2 separate regions of the Zea mays genome follow, and region 2 is linked to region 1. A link is a contact called in public Hi-C data. All regions are on one chromosome and are shown on one strand. The core of a region is the stretch at or near the end of the contact, and the rest is flanking DNA. Distances in the headings are between cores, read along the strand shown. Region 1 holds the start of LOC100192097. Region 2 holds the start of LOC100282704 (SEC14-like protein 1).

The links. Hi-C and Micro-C count contacts between places; a contact is called where the count stands out from the background.
Region 2: a contact with region 1 is called in a Hi-C map of bundle sheath, with 2.9 times the contacts expected there. The contact joins the promoter of LOC100282704 here to the promoter of LOC100192097 in region 1. A contact is called at or near these places in 4 of 25 Hi-C or Micro-C datasets (bundle sheath, ear, leaf and 1 more).

The regions. Positions count from the first base shown.
Region 1 is chr9:96,171,582-96,177,230 of Zm-B73-REFERENCE-NAM-5.0, reverse strand. LOC100192097 reads left to right here and starts at 2,354. Exons shown (of 9, transcript NM_001137520.1): 1 at 2,354-2,556; 2 at 2,647-2,759; 3 at 2,860-3,219; 4 at 3,318-3,506; 5 at 3,677-3,738; 6 at 4,497-4,653; 7 at 4,742-4,813; 8 at 4,916-5,026. The coding sequence starts at 2,995. LOC111590231 (U2 spliceosomal RNA) reads left to right here and starts at 975; the gene lies at 975-1,163.
Region 2 is chr9:96,584,393-96,590,041 of Zm-B73-REFERENCE-NAM-5.0, reverse strand. It overlaps LOC100282704 (SEC14-like protein 1), which reads left to right and starts at 3,373. Exons shown (of 11, transcript NM_001155611.2): 1 at 3,373-3,733; 2 at 3,920-3,948. The coding sequence starts at 3,682.

The sequences.
Region 1 (5,649 bases), core at 1,105-3,604:
TAATCAAAGCAAGAGACACCAATTGTGTGGTGGTCCTTGTGGGGACTAAGTGTCCCAATTGATTGAGAAGAGAAGCTCACTCGGTCTAGATGACCGTTTGAGAGAGAGAAAGGGTTGAAAGAGACCCGGTCTTTGTGACCACCTCAACGGGGAGTAGATTTGCAAGAACCGAACCTCGGTAAAACAAATCATTGTATCACTCTCGCTATTTGCTTGTGATTTGTTTTTCACCCTCTCTTTCGGACTCGATTATATTTCTAACGCTAACCCCAGCTTGTAGTTGTGCTTAAACTTTATAAATTTCAGATTTGCCTATTCACCCCCCTCTAGGCGACTTTCAGCGTCCATATGGTGACTGGCACGCGGGCCCCATTTGTTAGGTGATGACGGTACACGGGCGCGTCATGGCGGTAGGAGTGGCCTTGATTATTTTCAATGACAAGAGTCATGGGTACATCCACACTAGGGTTGACAAAGGGCGACGAGGTCGCATGGAGGGGAGGCAAGAGGGAGGTTCGCGGTGGAGGAGAAAGGACGAAGGATGATCTCAATAATAGCGGTCATTGGATTTGAGTGAGTAAAAGAAAGAGAGATGTATCCAACGATATGAACCATTGATTTTGATGATGTATTAAGTCTGTGTGCAATTTTTGTTGGGTGTTTTTGCAAAGTTTAAACTGGTGGATATAGTGTTATAGATAAATGAATTCTTAAATAAAAATAAATAAATCTTTTCTCTACTCCTTTGAAGAAACGGTTTCGTGTGTCCATCATATATGAAATGTGCAGGTCTATTCCTCACCCTCGTCTAGCAATGGGTCGTTACACCACAAATGGGCCGTGAGTGATTAGCCAAACTCAACACGACAGGAAACCACACGCAGTGTAGCGCTCCCACATAGTACTACCTCGCTAGTTGAAGGAGGACGAGCGATCGAACGAGCTATAAAAAGGATCTGACTTCTTTTTAACTCATATTTTTCTCGGCCTTTTGGCTAAGATAAAATGAAATATTTGTTTTTGTCATTTTAATATATGATATGTGAATCATATGTTCGTTTTGATATTAAATTTATTTTTTATGGATATTAAATATAATTATGTGTCGTTGTAACACACTGGCATTAGACTAGTAACGTTAATGAAAACCATGTTAACGCTCAATATTATATCGAGAAATGTGTTCTATGGATCAATTACAAGAATGAACCAATATTTTTTTGGAAATTTATCTCAGATCTAATCAGTTATATGGTTCAAACCACTCTTTTGTCTTTTAACTTTGTCATCCATAGTTAGTATTTTACTAGTAAGTTGCACGTGTTTTGCTACAGTTGTTATATATATATATATATATTCAAATATAATTATTGTTTATTTCTAAACACTAAGGTATATGTAGTTTGGTGGTAACCTCAAATTACTATAAGTACGGGGCATGAGTTTGAGTGCTCGGTGTACACTATTTTTTTTGCATGGTGTGGCGGGCGGACCTAGAGTGTCAACACGGAGGGTGAAGCCATGGTAGCACCAGGTGCCCACATTAGGTTTTTAATTGAGTAGTATGGATTTTTTCTATCAGGGGCTAACTAGTTATATTTTAGGGTCCATTCGGTTTTCCCTCCAATCCATATGTATTAGAGGGGATTTGGTGAGTTTCAATCCATAGCAAGTCAAAATCTTTACTAATTTTTTACTAATCCCATCCAATCCATGTGATATAGGAATAACCGAACAAGACCTTACATAGTTCAGACGACCATACTCTTTCTTCTTTTTCAAACTCTATCATCCATCGTTTGACCCTTTCATCTCTCCTGATTCACTCCACTCTTCTCATGCACTATCATAGTGAATCATATAGGGTGTGTTTGGTAGGCTTCCCAAGCTCCTATCCAATCCTTGGGAGTGCAACTTAGCTTATTTGGTAGCCAGATTTAGAGTAACTGTCAGACCTAGGTTCTAATACAAACTTGGGTGTATTCTAATACAAACTTGGGTGTATCTTACATGTGTGATAAGATCAAGTTTCACACATATAATTACTCATGTTATAGAAATTAATATCACATCTTTATTATATAATAGAAGTTATATACGAAATAATTAAATAAATATATCATATGACGATAATGATCCTCCGTAACCATAGTTGACTGAGAGACGGCAGCTTAGACCTCTTCAAATTTATCGTAGCACCCTTTATATGCACCCTTTATATTTCTCATCTTGCACTATCTGTTCTTAACTTAGTGTGATTATAGTAAAAATTAGGTCACGTACATTAATCGCTCAATGTAAATATGGGGAATAAAGTTAGCTTTGGAGGAACGCAGAAACCAGAAAGGTCCCCGTAGAAATTCGAAACCACACCACCACCTGGAAACCCAGACAAAGCACGAGCCACGCACGGCCCCCGCTGCCTCCCTTCCGCCGCCGCCGCCGCCGGCGGCGCGCCACCGTCGCTGCTCTCCCGCCTTCACCGCGCCCAACTCCAATCCTTGCCTCCCCCGCGCGCTTCAGCCTCTTCACTCCCCATCGTTTTCGCCTGGCCAGGTAAAGCCGCCACCTTTGCTTTCCTTCACCATTTCCTTTCATGCGCTCAAGAGCCACGGCTCGATCCAGATCCAGGTTTCCTTGACCCAGACCTCGCCTGCCTTACGCCTCCGGTCGGATTCTTCGCCGTCCTTGTCCCCACTGGGCACCGCTGGGGTGGAGCGGAGATCGGATCCGCCGGGAGCTGATTCCTTCTCTCGCAGGTTAGATGCCTTTACTTTCTTCGATTGACTGCTCGTGTTATTCTGCAATTCTCAGTTTTGCTGTGAACGCTGAATCAAATGTTTCTTTCGTTGCGTTCAGTCTAGTTTGACGCGGATTCATTTGCTGGTCGGCATAGCATGATCCTGCGGTGATTGCGGATAGCTTGTGCAAGCTGGTGGCTTGGGTGTTGTCTTTTTAATCTGGCCTAAAGATATCCTGAGACGGTAGCGTCACATGGATGCTAGTACAGAGGTTACTGATGCTATTGGTGCGGTGGGCTTTGACAATGGGGCCGCGGGGAAGTTGCCGCCCAGTGATAGTGTAGAGGGGCACGCAGAAGAACACGATGTGCTGGCTGATGGAGCCCATTCGGGCGAGAGCGAGGTGATCAACCCATCTGAAGAAGTAGAAATGGAAGCCACCTCGCAGTCCCAGGACATAAAGCCTCGAGTTCCTGAGGTAAGGTTTTTCACGGTTACAGATTGTCAGTTCTGTTGACTTCAATCGGTGGTCTGCTGACAGCCAAGTGTTTTTTTTTTTGGCATTTTCATTTGTAGGGGGTTCAAGGCCATTCAATGAAGGTTGGTACTAAATCTCAGCGACAGAGCCCTCGAGGCGGGGATAAGAGTCAAACTAGGAAAAGCTCTTTTAGTCCTTCTTATCCTAAGGCGCCCATTGCACGGGTTTCTGATCCAGATCTAGTTGATTGCTCTTTGAGCAATGGTGATGCTGGTTCCAGTAAGAAAGTAAGTTGATTTTTTGTTATAGCTTATGAGTTACAATGTGCCCATCTATATTCTTTTACAACGCTTACAGTTATATGCATGATTGCTACTATATTACTTGTAGCAATGTTTATGCACCTTGCAGTTTGAGTTTGAACCTTATACACTTTTGTTGGTGGTGCTTTCATTAGAAGGCCGAAAAGAGCAGTTTCCGCCCAGTTGCCAAGGAGACCCCATCACTTGAGGACTCAAAGTAAGCTGCTTGTTTCTTTGTTTTACACTTTTGATCCTGTGTTAGTGTGTTGCTTCATGGCTTCTGTTTCTCATTTGGATTCTGCCATTCTGGACTTAAAATCGGTGCTCTAAGCATCCAATTAAGCCAGGCCTACTAATTACTCAAATTGTAAGGAACTGATCCTAGCTCAGTTGGTTGTCGGTGTGGACATATGCCCAGACCACCTAAGTCAAGTCTTCGTTGGGGTGAATTTGTGTGTCTATTTCTTAATTAAAAAGACAACTAGTTCCTTCTAGGTTGGTCGAGTTTTTTGATTACCCAGATTGCCTTGAGTGTGAAAATTCTATGAATTACTGGCACAACTATGTTTGCTACATTTTTTTGGTAGCATAAGAGTATAGGTATAGCATGATTTAATGATTTTTAAAGTGTCTGTTCTGTTAAATATGCAAAAGAGTGTTTCCTCCTTGGGTCCATCTTATTTATTTGAACATTCATTGTTGTTTGTGCCACAAACATTTTTTAGTTACAAAGTATTTTTTAATTTGTTCTTTGCATTTACCATTTTGGAAACTATGTTTGCTTTGGCTTCCATCTTGTGATAATTGAAACTGCACTGTGAAACCAACCTTAACATTAGTTTCTACACATATTTTTTTTCAACCAAGTCATATCCTAAATACTTTTTTCTCGTAAATTTATCTCTTACCTAGCACACTTAGATATAAAAGAGTTTCTTGCAATATAAATATATAATGTGCTTCATTCAAATACAGTGAGAAGAAAAAAACTCAGAAGGCATCAAACCAACATTCTGTCAAAAAGGATATTGAAGAAGAATCAAATGAAAGTGTGAAACCTCAAAGGGTTGGCAGCACTCCTTCATATGGATTTAGTTTTAAGTGTGATGAGAGAGCTGAAAAACGAAGAGAGGTAACTCATTATAGATAACTTAGCACTGGTTTAGTTTAAGAACTTATGGGCATCATTCCTTTGCTTACACTATCCTGCAATGATATAGTTCTACTCAAAGCTCGAGGAGAAGATTCATGCACAGGAACTAGAGAAAAGCAACTTGCAGGCAAAATCAAAGGTTTGTGCTCTTATTCTATTTTCATATTACTATGGAAGTGATATTGCTTGATGCAACATTGAATATATTGTTTGATTTTATCTGTATGTTACTGCTGCGCAGGAAACTGAAGAAGCTGAACTCAAAATGCTGAGAAAGAGTTTAAATTTCAAGGCAACACCAATGCCCAGCTTTTATAAGGAACCACCTCCCCCCAAGGTTGAGTTGAAGAAGGTACTTGTCCCCCATACTTTTGGCTAAGTTTCTTCTTCCTGTTTTTCCTCCATTAAATTGTTGGCTGCAGATATTCTATATATAAATCACAAAGTATCTCAGTTTACCGCTAGAGAAAAAAATTATCTACACTATGATTCAACTTGAAAAGATCATATTAATCAAATAATCATCCTTCAAGTTTCTGCATGGTTATTAAAACGTCGTTTAAACGACGATTAAGCGTCGTTTAAACGCTAAAACGTGATTAGGAGTTAAAGCGTCCATACGTTTTACAAAAACTGTGTAGAACGTCCGTTCTGGACGTTTAAACAACGTTTAAACGTCGAAACACACGTTCTGGACGTTTTTTCCGTTATATGGACGTTCTATGCGTCCGTGGGCCTTAATGGGCCTTAATGCGTCTATGCGTCCATCGCGCCCACACGCAGTGCGGTGCTCCAGCCGCCAACCTACAGACGCATCGCGCCCACACGCCACAGCCGTGGTGCCGCCAGCCGCCAGCCGCCGTCGACCGTCCTCCACCGCCCTCCTGGTACGCCACCGGCCCCCCTCCTCCCTCCTCCCTCCCCCCTCCCTCTTCCCTCCACCTACAGGCGCCAACCCGCCAGCGCCATGGCGCC
Region 2 (5,649 bases), core at 2,124-4,623, 410 kb before region 1:
GCACCGGACACTGTCCGGTGGCACACCGGACAGTCCGGTGTGCCAGACCAGAGGTGCCTTCGGTTGCCCCTTTGCTCTTTTGTTGAACCCAACTCTTGGTCTTTTTATTGGCTAAGTGTGAACCTTTAGCACCTGTATAACTTATACACTAGAGCAAACTAGTTAGTCCAAAGATTTGTGTTGGGCAATTCAACTACCAAAATTAATTAGGAACTAGGTGTAAGCCTAATTCCCTTTCAACATGTCCTTCAGCTTTTGCCATGAGGTAATCGTTCCTGGTCGAAGGGAGGAATACCAGGTTTGAGCAACACTTCTGACGGCCATAACGAAATATTTGGCCATGACTGCAGCATTGCCACCATACGAAGATACTGTTGCTTCGTAGCTCATCAAAAACTGCTTCGGGTCTGAATGACCATCGAATATGGGAAGCTGAGGCGGCTTGTAGGATAGAGGCCAAGGTGTAGCCTGCAGCTCAGCGGACAGAGGAGAAGCATCATCAAAAACAAAATTTCCATGATGGAAATTGTCATACCAGTCATCTTCGTTGAGAAAACCCTCCTGATGAAAGTCTTGGTGTTGGGGTCTTCGGTGTTGCTCATCCTGAGTAAGATGACGAACTTTTTCAGAGGCTTCGTCTATCTGCCTTTGCAGTTCAGCTAGTCTGGCCATCTTTTCCTTCTTCCTCTGCACCTATTGATGAAGTATCTCCATGTCTCTGATTTCTTGGTCTATCTCATCCTCTGGCGGTGTCGGGCTAACAGCCTTCCTTTTCTGGCTTCGGGCCTCCCGAAGGGAGACAGTCTCCTGATTGTGGTCCAGCGGTTGCAGAGCTACAGCCCCAGTTGCTGAAGCTTTTTTCGGCGCCATAGCGAAGGTTTATGATCGCCGAAGGTGTTCAAAAACTCAAAAGAGTGGAAGTGAGTTCACCGGAGGTGGGCGCCAATGTTGGGGACTTGTTCTCAGATGCTATGAGTTAAGAACAAGGCAACATAAAAAATGTTAATCGGTTAAGCCCTTCGTCCTTCGAAGCATTATTCCCCTTAGGATATAATGATTTCCGGACGAAGGTTATGAAGGATATACCTTCATAAATTCATTACACAGTGACGAAGGATGAATTATAAGAAATATAAAGGATAACATAAACAATTATGTATTATTATCATGTATAAACAGAAGTGACGTCAAATTACAAATGTACCTTCAACTTGAAGGAGATGAAAGTAAAAGCGTGACGCAAAAGTGAATGCCAAATCAGCGTGAACAGTACGGGGGTACTGTTCACCTATTTATAGGCACAGGACACAGCCTATGCAAAATTACATTTATGCCCTTTACATTTGATAATAATTCTATAGTAATCTATCGAGGTCTGAATAGCCTTTTCATCTTTAAGTCAATTTCATTTTTTGCTGCCACGCCGAAGCTTTCCTGCTCACACCTTCGGCGTTGTATCAACCTTCGTATTATTCTGGTCTGCTGTGATGCTGACTTGACTCCGAAGATACCTGTTCACACACTATACTCCAGAAATACTGTTAAATACTGTTTTTGAGGACCTTCGGAAGCCGAAGGCCCCCAACACCGCACATCTACGATACAACATCCCACAACTCTTCTCCCATTAATCTAATTGTGGCCGCTCCCGTCCAGATCAACGGTCATCGGCTCATCTCCTACCTCCGGCGTTGCCCACGACGGTGCTGACTGCAGTGCACGATGGAGGCCTCGCCGGAGTGAGGTGTCCAGGCGTTCTAGGCCCCTTCATCTACTAAGGATAGGTGTTGCACGAAGCTCAGTCGATCGCGGACTGGATAGGTGTGTCTCACCGTTGATTGTTGTGATGACCAGTCTAGCCATGGCGGAGCGCGGATCCCCGGCGATGGCGAGCAATTACCGAGCCACCGGGTCATCGCAGCGCCCGCCACCACCACACCCAGGTTCCTGGCAATCTAGAGAAGCTCCCTATGCACCATCCGAGGCATTAGCGCCAGCGCGCTGGTGATTTCCCCCGCGGCGGACCTATTCTCCCTCCCATGGATGCTCTCGGTTACCTCAACTCCCTGGTTGTGCTCGCCCTATTGGTTCATGGGGGGGGGTGCGGTGCTCGAGTCACATATATAGGCACAGATGAAGAGTCCGAGGTGAACTCGTTTGGCTGATCCGTCATACGCGGCGAGCTCCACGCCTTCGGTTGAGAAACAGACGGGAGGAAGGAGATATGTCTGACGGACGGGGCCCACCTTCCAGCGAGTTAACCCGATGAGCGCGTGTGCGACAGAAATGCTAAGGAGAGGGCCCCACCTGGCGGTCACTTGAATGATGAAGCCACTGGGCTGGCAGGAAGCAAGCGCCTGGGCTACGTGGGCATGAATTTGGCCGATATCGTAGTCACGTAAAACTTTTATCTTTTCTAATCCCATTTTCTATTTTTCTGATTTTATTTCCCATTTTCAAATTCCAGATTTAATTTTTTAATTCAAACTTCGGGTCCAAGTTATCATGCAACAATCAAAATATCCAGCATGATGCAACTTTATTTAAATATTTATTTATTATTTTATTCATTTAAATAAATGCTCCTTAATATACATCACATCTAACGAAGGATTTTATTTTAAGAAATAATCTTTTGATGTGTCTTCCAAAAAGAAGGTGTAGAAATTCATTATTCATTATCTATTTATTTTAAAAGGAGGTAATGTATACTTCCTATTAAGAGTTAATTAAATTATATAAATATGTATTTATAGTTTATGAGGAGAACATATCAATAGTCTCTTTCTACTATTTATTTTCCCGAGTTTCAAATTAGATTCAAGTTTCAAAATTTGGGATTTTTTTTGAATTACCAAAGTTATGATAGTACCTTTTTAGGGAAATATGCTTTATAAAGAAAGGAATACACACTTTAACTTAAATTACTTCGTGGAGTTTTTCTAATTCCAAAATAAGATTTTGAGAAATTACATAAGTGTGGATTACTTAAAAAAAATCATAGAAGAAAGGCATATGCTACGCAAACGGCTCCTCTGTCATAACATCCGACGGTTGTCGTGTGGGACCAGACTCACACGTCAGTTGTCCGGTTACCGCAACGTCCATATATGTTACCGGCTTACCGCAGACTGCTAGATATTATCACAACAAACCTATTAAATTCCGGTGCCCAAAGGGACCATCAACGCTTCCCAAATTTAAAAAAAGCTAATAAGAAAGATACTCCTAAAGAAGATGTAACACCGTGGCAAAAAGTAATACCAATACATGAAACGAGAAGCACATGAAAGCACTAATCAACTGCTTTTTATAAAAATAAAAAGGAAATGCAGCCCTGCCCTAGTCCACACTCCACACTTCAGCTGTTTAGCAAGGCAGCAGAATAGCAGTAGCCCATGTTGTTGAGGACAGGTCGCCTGTAGGCCAACCGACCAAAGGGCCACAGCACTACAGCAGGCCGGCCAACACGACTCCGAGTTGGAGGCGACCTCCGCTCCCCTCTTCCTCCCTCTTTCCGACTTTCCCTCCCTACTCGCCCCCGCGCCGCGCCAATCTTTTTTCCCTCTTGACGGCGCACATAAATCCGCGCCAAATCGTCAAACCAAAACCAGGCCGCGCCCGCCTCGTCAGTCCTCAGTCCTCACTTTCGGGCCGAGCTCCGGATATCCAGCGGCGGCAATGGCAGCCGAAGCCAGCGCCGTCCAGCAGCTCGCTGGCCTCCTGGACCAAGGTGAGAGTTTTCGCTCCAGATCACCGGTAAAGTTTGAATTTCTTTTTTTTTGTTGTCGGAGCGGCCGCCCGGCTCGGACTTGGGTTTATCTCTCGGATTTTTCGGTTCCGGGGTTTGTGTGGGCTCGTCTGCTTCCAATAATGTCGTAACGCTGCTTTCTCTGGCTACTGGCTTGGATTCTTGCAGTGGACGCGCCGCTGAAGAAGACATTTGAGGTATGGATCTATGCGTCTCTCTCTTTTTACCTTCATATCGATTCTTCTGTCGAAGTGTCAAGCATGGGCGTGTGTGTTGTATTTAGTCTGCATTTCGATTTGGATCAGACAGAGCCTTTGCTTAGATCAGGTCAACAGTTTGAGTGACTAGTCTGACTTAGATGATCAAGTGGCTAAGTGAGACTGGGCGTTTGCTAGATTGCTGGTACTAGACTACTTGTACTGATGTCTGATTTGGACCAGCCAGTTCATGCCTGAGCTTTTGTTTTCACTTTTCACTAATGCGTAGTCAATTGACACTGACACAGCTGAACCAACATGAATACGGATCTAAGGATAAATTCACAGTTGTGAAAGTTGACGGACTTGCTGATTCCCTGCAAAATGTTACTTTGTTCTTTGATCTAAGCCACACGTTTGGGATCCCTGGGGTAATTTTGAGTAGTTTGACGACGGGGGCTGAGAGGTGGAAGCAGTGATGCTTTCCACGAAGGATGTGTCGAGGAATATTCTGATCTCAGATCCACTATATCAACTAGTGGACAGCGATATTTTTGGTCTCCTCCAGCCTTCTGATATGTTGGTAGTAATGCATACCTCAGCACCTTTCCTCGTGTTTGGTTGCTTGTCAATGGAGCTGTCTTTTGGTTGTTGAGAACTATTTTATAGAATGATTTCACCTTTTGCTCTTTACTTCGTTAATATAATGGCACTTGACACTTATCATCCCAGTGTGCAGACACATGCTGGTAGGCATCCTATGCATCCGGCACTTATGAATTGACTTCCTTTGTTTTATTCTGTCATTTTACCAGTTAATTTTAGTTTGCAGGATAACATTTCCATCTGAAATCCTCTCTAAAGGCTAGGCTTATCTGCACACTCTGTGCTGAGTAGGAGATGCCAAATAATTCCCAGCAGAACCTCTTGGCTGGTGCCTGGTGGAGTGAGAATCAAAAGAAAGTGCCACTTGCAAGTTGCAACAGAATTATTGCCTCAATAACATGAGGCAAGCAAAGTATAAGTGCAAGCGACTATAACTTTCCTTAAAAATGGAATGGTAGACAAGTTTCTCGCAGGATGCTTCGTTTGAGGGATTACCACATTCTAGGTTGATTGGTCTGTTACAGGATCATCCCATGATTTTAGATGGACGTTCCCATTCTGTATTCTTTTACTGAGTTGTGATTGTTAGGGATGAGGTGGTGATAGGCCAATTAATGTCAATCCCTGATCTGAAAAGGTTAATTAGGATTAGATAGCCTATTTTATTGAGTTCAATTGCATGCACCAGTCAGTTGATACTATCCAGTTTCTGAAACTACACAAAAAAACTATAATCAACTTGAGAAGTCCCCATCTTAGGGAAAATTACTATATTACATTTAGTTGCTTAAAAGATTGCAAATCCCTTCTCTTATCTTCTTGAACGCTGACTCATTGAGTGTGTGTAGGCTTTATAGATACACACCATAAACATACTATGTGCAGTATACTTCGCAACCTTAGCATGGAAAAGAATTTCAACTTCTTCATTGATAATAAAACTGAATTTTGAGGGATAAGATTCTGCAGTGGAGAATATGATAAAGTTGAAAAGATGATAAACTTATGCCTTACCACTTGAGTCAGCTATGTTTGACAAAATTCAAGCACTAAGGTCACACTAGTATCTGATTCTTCATGTCTACCCCTGTGGCC